Regions from separate parts of the Ovis aries genome. Here region 2 is linked to region 1. Evidence: chromatin contacts called from public Hi-C data. All regions are on one chromosome and are shown on one strand. Each heading gives the region's core, a stretch centred on a gene start, on an enhancer-like site or on the middle of the called end of the contact. The rest is flanking DNA. Distances are from core to core; before and after follow the strand shown. Region 1 overlaps TGFB2 (transforming growth factor beta 2). Region 2 has its middle 100 kb from the start of TGFB2.

Region 1 (3,953 bases), core at 726-3,225:
GGAAAAAGGCTTGTTTCTGGCAGATCTGTGCTCACCTCCCCAGCTCCCTGCTCACTCGGGGATGCCTCTGCACACGGAGCTCCCTTCCCAGCAGCCAGGCCCGCCCCCACTCTGGGCAGCTCTGCTCTTCATCTCCAGATGAAGCGAAAATCTGGTAAATATTACACTTACAAGGTAACAGGTCTGGAATGCTCGGCATCCCAGCGGAGCACAGTTGCTTCTTGGCATCCAGACACATATAGGCTGCAGCCCAGGGCCAACTACATTTGGCTGCTTTGTGTAATTCAAATAAAGATATTAAAAATCCTCCAACTCTATCAACATCTGTACTGTTTGCTAATCAGAGGGGTGAGTTTTCAAAAGTCATCTGGAGAGAACTTGGCATGTTGACTGCTCTTTTCAGTTTCATCCCAAAGGAGCGCTGCGTGGGTGGATATTCACCACATAGGTTTCTCATATATATAAGTGATTTCTATATTTTAAGCCAGGTGGCGTCTGCTTTCAGACCTCACCGCCTTTCCCCAAACAGATAGTTTTCTGGAGCGGTTTTCATTTCAGAGTTTGTGCCCTTAATTATGACACAGCATTGCCACTTCTGTGTCACATGATCAGCTCAAGGGTCAATTAATGGGACTAATGATGATAATGGCAAATATGAGGTGGGGGTCTTGTTTCTGCCCCTTATTAGCTACAGATCTGGGGAGTGATTTCATCTATCTCTGTGCTTTGGTTTCCTCCCATGTGAAATGGAGAAAATAATAATATCTACCTAGTGTTGCCAGGATCAAATGAGTCAGTATCTCTAAAGTGCTTAGGAAGGTCCCTAGGGTAGAAGCACTACATGGATATAAGTAATAAATGTTATTATTATAAATATTGTTCTTTTTGTTGTTATTGTTTATTTTGGACAAAATACTAAGTGTGAATAAAAGAAACTGATACAGATTCTTAGTGAAGGGTGACTGGTTCCCCCCATAAGTAAAAGAAGTTAAGCATAATTAGGCATCTTTAGGTTCACCTTTCTCTCCATTAAATAGCAGCAAGTAGAGAAAAGTGGAAAAATTGGATTCTAACACAGCCTTAATCTGTGACTTAAACCTTGGGCTTCACTGATTTGATCAGGACTGAACCTCCCTCAGTTAAGAGCACAGAAAAAGGACACCATTTTCCATTGGCTTCATCTTACTTTCCGAATAGCCAACCTCAGCATTTTTAAAGAAAACCTCCTCCCAAATGGCAACCTTGAGAAAAACCATCAAGGCGGGAACTAAGAAAGGTACACCACTGTCCTAAGAATAAAGGAAATAGAGCATACTCTTCTCTAGGTCTGCTTTGACAGTTAGAGGTAGTCGTGAAGCCTGACGTCCCCTGTGGGTAATGGAAGGTCTGGGATTTCCAGGATGACAGCTCAAGGCTGCTGCCAGACACCCTTCTGGCTTCACTGGCCTGGGAAGGTGCTGCCCCGTGAGGAATGGCCAAGTCCAGACAGCGAGCAGGTGAAGGCTGCCTCCGTCCTCTGCACACCTGTCTCCCACCCTCCCTTCCTCTCCTCCCCTCTGACCTCCCCGAGCATTCACAACCCCTCCCGCTGCCTGAGTTCCCTACTGTGTAAGAACAAGAAGGAAAAAGCAGCACAAGACACATAAGGAATGAAAACGAAGCTGAGGGCTACTGGGGACCTCAAGATTCCTGTTACAAAGGATGAAACAGGAAGCCAGTTGTACCGGCAGAGAGAGGGCAAGATTGTTTACTCGGTAAGGCTTGCTGGGACCTCAGGCCACATCCTCCGGAGACATCTATCCTGTGTCCCTGTGATGCTGAGGCCACAGACACCCCAGGCCAGGACAGGACGGGGCTTCCCAGGGGTCAGGAGTGGGGCATGCGAGACAACACAGGAGCCGGCAAACCAGCACAAGAGGGGGACTTTCTGTTCTTTGTATTCGAAGAAGCCTGTGTCTCTCAACAGTCTACGACCGACCGGGGAGGAGCAGTAAACTGAATGAATCACAGTACTGACTGGGGGTGGGGCTGGTGGGGAGGGATGTCCTTGTGGTTAACCACATTTTACTGGGTTTTTTATTGATTGCAGTTGTATTCAAAGAGACATGACTCAGACATACCGTATCCGAAGCCACGTAAAGCAGTGGGTTCTAATGGAATTTCAATGTATGGAAACGTCAAGAACTGTACTCTGAGACGGGAAAAGCTTTGCTATCAACACAGACATCATTTGCTTCTGTCCTTTAACAGCTGAAGGAGACACTGACTTTCCTATTTCCCTTTCCATACGGAGGTTGTGGCTATTCACCACTCAGGTGCACGTAGCAATCTGCATACAATACAGATCAAATTTTTTTTAAGTTGTTTTCATTACTCAATCATTTTGTCTTTGTGTTACCATTGGCCTTGGCTTGTAAATATCATTCAGCAACTTTTGAATGGTTCCGCTGCTTTGCGTAGGGTGGTGGGTTATCAACTTTTTTCACCAATAGGTTATAAGCAGCATAACTTGGGGGCAGCCATAATAGAAGAATAACAATAAAAAGAATAAGAACACTGACAAAACCAATTTCACACGTTTTGAGGCGCATCCCCTCTGTCCTGTACCCACTGTGATTATTGCATTTTGGTGTGAGCTAAGAAACTGAGGCTTAAAGAAGGAGCACGCCCAACCATTGTTCTAGCGAAAGGAATCTGGTGTCCCCACTCACACCTGTGTCCTAGGATTGCAGTGCCTTCCCCTGGGCTATCCGTGCTGCCTCTTCTGGGGGGTCCACCCCTACTCTCCCCATTTTTATCCACCCGTGTGAGTCAGGCAGCAAGCCCTGGAGGCTGTACATGCTCAGTGAATATTTATTGAATTAAATTGAATCAAACAATATTTTCCACATTACTGCTTTCAGTGACAGTTCAGGAAGAGATTAAAGTAAAATAACACACACAAAAATGTTGTTTAAACTGAAAACAAAAGTATGATCAGGAGCCTATGTGGCTTCTGATAATATTTCTAATATTTTGATATTTCAGAATATCTAATATTTTTATATTTCTGATATTTCTAATATTTCGCTCATTTCATAGTAGCCTACTTTGGCAAACAAAAGTGAACTGGAACATATCTCAAAGGTTAATATGTATATGTCTGTGCATGTATATCATGTATAATATTGTCTATATATAATGGAACCAGCAGAATGCTTAAAAATAAAGTGAAATAACAAGAGAGAGAGATGTACTACTTAGCTGCAGAAATAGTTACTAACAAAGAGAGTTCTTTCAGGCAGGTTCTGAGAATTTTGAGCCCTTCTGATAAAACCGAGAATATCATTCTGCCTTACTTACCTCTACCAATATTTAAATGATATCTCCAATATTATTTTTGTCTAACAGAAATTGGAACTATTTTCAACTTTTTCCTAGGCTTAAAAAATATCTATCACTTGCTTTTCTCAACATATGACTTGATATTAAAAATCTGGGCTGGAATTTCTGGTTTTCTTAGAGTTCTCAGGATACAAAAAAATAAGAAAAGTTAAGTCTTTACTGATCACCTTGAATGAATGAATGAATGAATGAATAAAAAATATATTCACTCCCTACCACATGCAAGGCATTTTTATGTGCTAACCTCTCTCTCTTTTTAAGTACCATTTAAAAGAGTATTTTTTTAAAATTAATTTTCATTTTAGAGAAGAGAAAAATGAGGTTCAGAGAGGGTAAGTGACTTGCCTAATATTTCACAGTCAGGATTTTTACCCCGGATTCTCCTTTATGCAAAGTCTATGTTTTCTTTCTATTATATCACAGACTCTGTCACACTCGAGAGTCATCTTCGGCTCATGTGTGAGTCACTTTCTTGGCTTATCAACAGTAGGCTGGGATCAAAAAACCAAAGGTTGACATCCTCATAGAGTTGAAAGGAAGGGACCACCGTCTGTTATAACAAAGCAAAA
Region 2 (3,953 bases), core at 483-2,982, 71 kb before region 1:
TCTTCTGTCCGTGAGATTTCCAAGGCAAGAATACTGGAGTGCGTTGCCATTTCCTACCCCTGGGGATCTTCCCGATTCAGGGATCAAGCCCCCATCTCTTAAGTCTCCTGCACTGGCAGGCAGGTTCTTTATTGCTAGTGCTACATCAGACCTACAATAAACCAATTTCACATGGTCTGATCTAATAAGTTTACTAGACTTATTTTCTGTTGTTTGTTACTAAGAACTTTAATACATTTCCAATGCATTTCACAATGTATTATTATAACCCACTAGTATCATTTCCATGTGTCTGTCATCTCAAAACTGCTATATTCCCAGTACCTGCAGAGTGCATGCCACATCACAGGTGGTCAATAAATACTGGATAAATTAACTGCTTTTGACTTCCATATTGTACTTTGTATATTAACATTTATATACCTAGTTATTTCAGAAGACTAAAAACTTCATGGCCAGAGATTGTGGACTTTTTTTTTAAATCTCTGCATCTCCATCAATTTATACAGATCCTGCTAATATTAAAAGTTTCTGGGACTTCCCTGGTAATTGAGAGGCTGACTCCACACTCCCAATGAGGGAAGCCAAGTTCAATGCCTGGTCACTGAAAGAGATCCCACACAGCACAACTAAGAATTCATATGCTGCAACTTAAGATCCCGAATGCCATGACAACGATGGAAGTTCACGTGTGCCACAACTAAGACGCTGCGCAGCCAAAGAAATACGCATTTTTAAAAAGCTGCTGAGAGGCTGAACTCAAAAAGTTATTTTTTGAGAAAAAAGAGTCCATGTAGATCGTCTACTTCAAGTTCCTATTTTGCACAGGCTGTTAGTTTAAGTGATAAAAGTCAGGCATCTAACTTCTCAATTACAAAAGCAAAAAAATAGTCACTGTTTCAGTTACCATCACTGTATAACCAATCACCCCAAATTGGTGGCTTAAAATAGCAACAATCATTTTGATCATTGCCTTCTGTCGACAACTTCATACACCCTCCAACAGAATTTTCTATTGTCACCGAACTCGAGTTTGGCTGCTGTTCACTTGAAAGTGTTAATTGGAAAGGAAAGGATGCTTTATTTAGGAGGCTGGCAACCTGCAGACTCATGTCCGAAATTGAACTCTGAAGATTATGCACAGCCATGAAAGTTTTTTAAGGGTGAATCATTTGGGGAGGGGGTCAGAGTCTGTTTTCTTCCACCGTGTGCAGGCTTCCTCCAGACTGGGTGGTAGGTAACGAGACAACAGGGCGGTGCTCCAGGAATCGTCCGCTCAGCCCAAAGCTCCCATCCTCCCTCCAGGTGGGGGCCTTTATTCCTGCAGAAGAACTAGGTTCCTGTTAACATATATCCTCGGAGGAGGAAGCCGGATCCTGCTTTATTGATGCAGTACTGTTTCTTAACTGTTTCTCCTTAGTTTCTACATTCCTTCCTTTCCCTGATTAGCAACTCCTCGAATCTGCCTTTTGGAGCTCAGGGAAGGTCAAGGAAGCTTATTTCCTACAAACAAGTGGGGGACACAGAAAGGATTGGTACCCAGGAGGGTCCTACTCCACTTCACTATTAATAAAGATGTTTCCTGATGCTTGCTCTTTCCGGAGACTTAAGACTTCTGAACACACTGGGGCTGAAATGACATTCCAATAGATGCAGTCATAACTGGAGCTCTGTAATAGACACAGATTAATGAGTAACTTGCTTTAAGAGACTCTTGGGTTGAGGTGAAAGCTTTCAGAGATACTCTCACTTCTGTTGCTGTGTAACTAGACTGTGATTTCGGAAACTCGTTATAGTTACTCACACTACATTTCTGCAAATATGTTCATCAACATTTACTGTCTTGTGAAATACTTGATAACTACCAAATGTGGCTGAAGTTTTGATCTAGATCAGAGTTTTTCAGTCTCTGCAATACTGACATTTTTTTGGCTAGAAAATTCTTCACTGAAGGAGACTGTCCTGTGCATTGTGGGATGCTTAGCTGCATGCCTGGCCTCTACCTCCTCGATGCCAATAGCACTTTCTGAGTTGTGACAAATAGAAATGTCTCCAGACTTTGTCAGATGTCCCATGGGGGAAAGGGGGGGAGGGCAAGCAGCTCCCAGTTCAGAATAATTGGTTTAGATGGAGCAAGTTAGCCATGGGAGATAAATCAAGATACACACACTTAGTAAGTTGCAGTGATGATTTTGTTGATGATGATATTGCTGGCAACAGAATCAATGGTAAGTATAATTGGGCTCATTGTTTCTTTCACTCTAAACTGTGAGCTCCTGGGGTGCAGAACTAATTACTGTTCACTGTGGTGGAATAAGCATCTGAAGCCCTCTTTGCTGAGTCTCCACTTGTAGCAGCAACGTGCTTCCAGTCTTTCTTCCTCATGAACAGCGGTTTATCAATTCCTTCATGCTGGGTTATAGCCCAGCCAATCTTGGATCGGCAAATGAGAGGCTTGGCTCTGCTGGAGAAAGTATTGGGGAAGAAGGGCTTCTTCCTTCTCCATTTCCTCTAAAATCAGCCAAAGAAGTGGCTGCTGATTCTGCTTCCACCAGAGATGGTCAACCAAGCCTCAGCGCCTGCAGCAAGGAAAATACAGCGGGAGGGCAGATTACAGCACTTTCTTTAGGGTTTCACTGAAGTGAAATTCACCCCCCTCTACCAAGAGCATCACCTACTGAAGGCTCAGATTGAAGGAGCTGTTTTGTTCACTTGTGTGAACCTACAACCTAAAACCTAGAAAAAAATCTAGTATATATGATATGCTTGGTAATTATTTGTTGAATGAATTATAGTGAAGAGTTATTTTATGCTCACTGGAGCAATCATAGAAATACACACAGAGCATCCTACCAACCAAGAGGGGGAAAAAAGGAATTTACAAAGGACTTTGTAGACCACCTAATCTAACTCTTTTTTTAATTGAAAAAGACACTGAAAGTGATATCTCTGCATCCCAGATAGTGTGCCAATGGTTGGGTTGGGGGTATAATCCCATCTCATGCTTTGATTTCTGCCATAGGCGAAGTTGTATAGTGGCCTTCCTTGGTGGGTCAGTTGGTAAAGAATCTGCCTGCATTGCAAGAGATACAGTTTCAACCCCTGGATCAGGAAGATCCCCTGAGAAGAAAATGGCAAACCACGTCAGTATTCTTGCCTGGAGAATCCCATGGACAGAGGAGCCTGGTGGGCTACAGTCCATGGGTCGCAAAAGCTTCAGACATGACTTAGCAACTAAGCCACAGCCACAAGTCATATAGTAGATGCTGAAAAGGGAAAGGGGAAGTGAAGTCGCTCAGTCGTGTCTGACTCTTTGAGACCCCAGGGACTGTAACCCACCAGACTCCTCTGTCCTTGGGATTTTCCAGGCAAGATACTGGAGTGGGTTGCCATTTCCTTCTCCAGTAGATGCTGAGGATTAATATAAATGAGAATGAGTCCAGAATAGGAAATTTAGGATTGGGATGGCTCAGGGTTCTGAGGGAGACTCCTGGGCATGAGATGTGACCATTTCTAACACCCAGCACAGCAGGGCAGAGACTGAGCAAAAAGAATTCCTTGTTCCAGTCACATCATATATGCAACTTGCTTCTTTACTTCTCAAGACACCTACTGAAAAACAATGGCACGTTAGAACTCCCCCCTTGAATCTTTTGCTTGATCTTAAGCCCAGTTGACTAACTTGTTCTGTATTTCTCACCACATTTGTTTAGCTACTTTGGTGTTATATACAGACACCAATCTCTTGACTCAATGTGAGATGCACGTCAAGTCTGGTGATCATGTAACCCACTCCCTTTCCTGTCTCCCTCCTTGTCTCCCTTCATTCCCCCCCCGCCACCTCCCCACTTCCATTGTGCCCTGAGTATTCACTGGTGTCAGTATTCCAGATCCCAGATCAAGTGGAAAAAATCAGAATCGACCCTAGTATTCCCAGTGAATTAAAGGTTCTC

The links. Hi-C and Micro-C count contacts between places; a contact is called where the count stands out from the background.
Region 2: a Hi-C map of skin fibroblasts shows a contact between it and region 1, with 3 times the contacts expected there. The contact joins two enhancer-like sites. A contact is called at or near these places in 2 of 16 Hi-C or Micro-C datasets (skin fibroblasts and tail adipose tissue).

Annotation. Positions count from the first base shown.
Region 1 is chr12:21,067,858-21,071,810 of ARS-UI_Ramb_v3.0, reverse strand. All of the region lies in intron 2 of TGFB2 (transforming growth factor beta 2), which reads right to left. Among named protein-coding and RNA genes, the nearest start is that of TGFB2, 29 kb to the right of the region's middle. Within about 2 kb of position 1,975, at least 15 of the 54 cell types and tissues checked have an H3K27ac peak or open chromatin away from gene starts, as enhancers often do.
Region 2 is chr12:21,138,755-21,142,707 of ARS-UI_Ramb_v3.0, reverse strand. No RefSeq gene overlaps it. Among named protein-coding and RNA genes, the nearest start is that of TGFB2, 100 kb to the right of the region's middle. Within about 2 kb of position 1,732, at least 6 of the 54 cell types and tissues checked have an H3K27ac peak or open chromatin away from gene starts, as enhancers often do.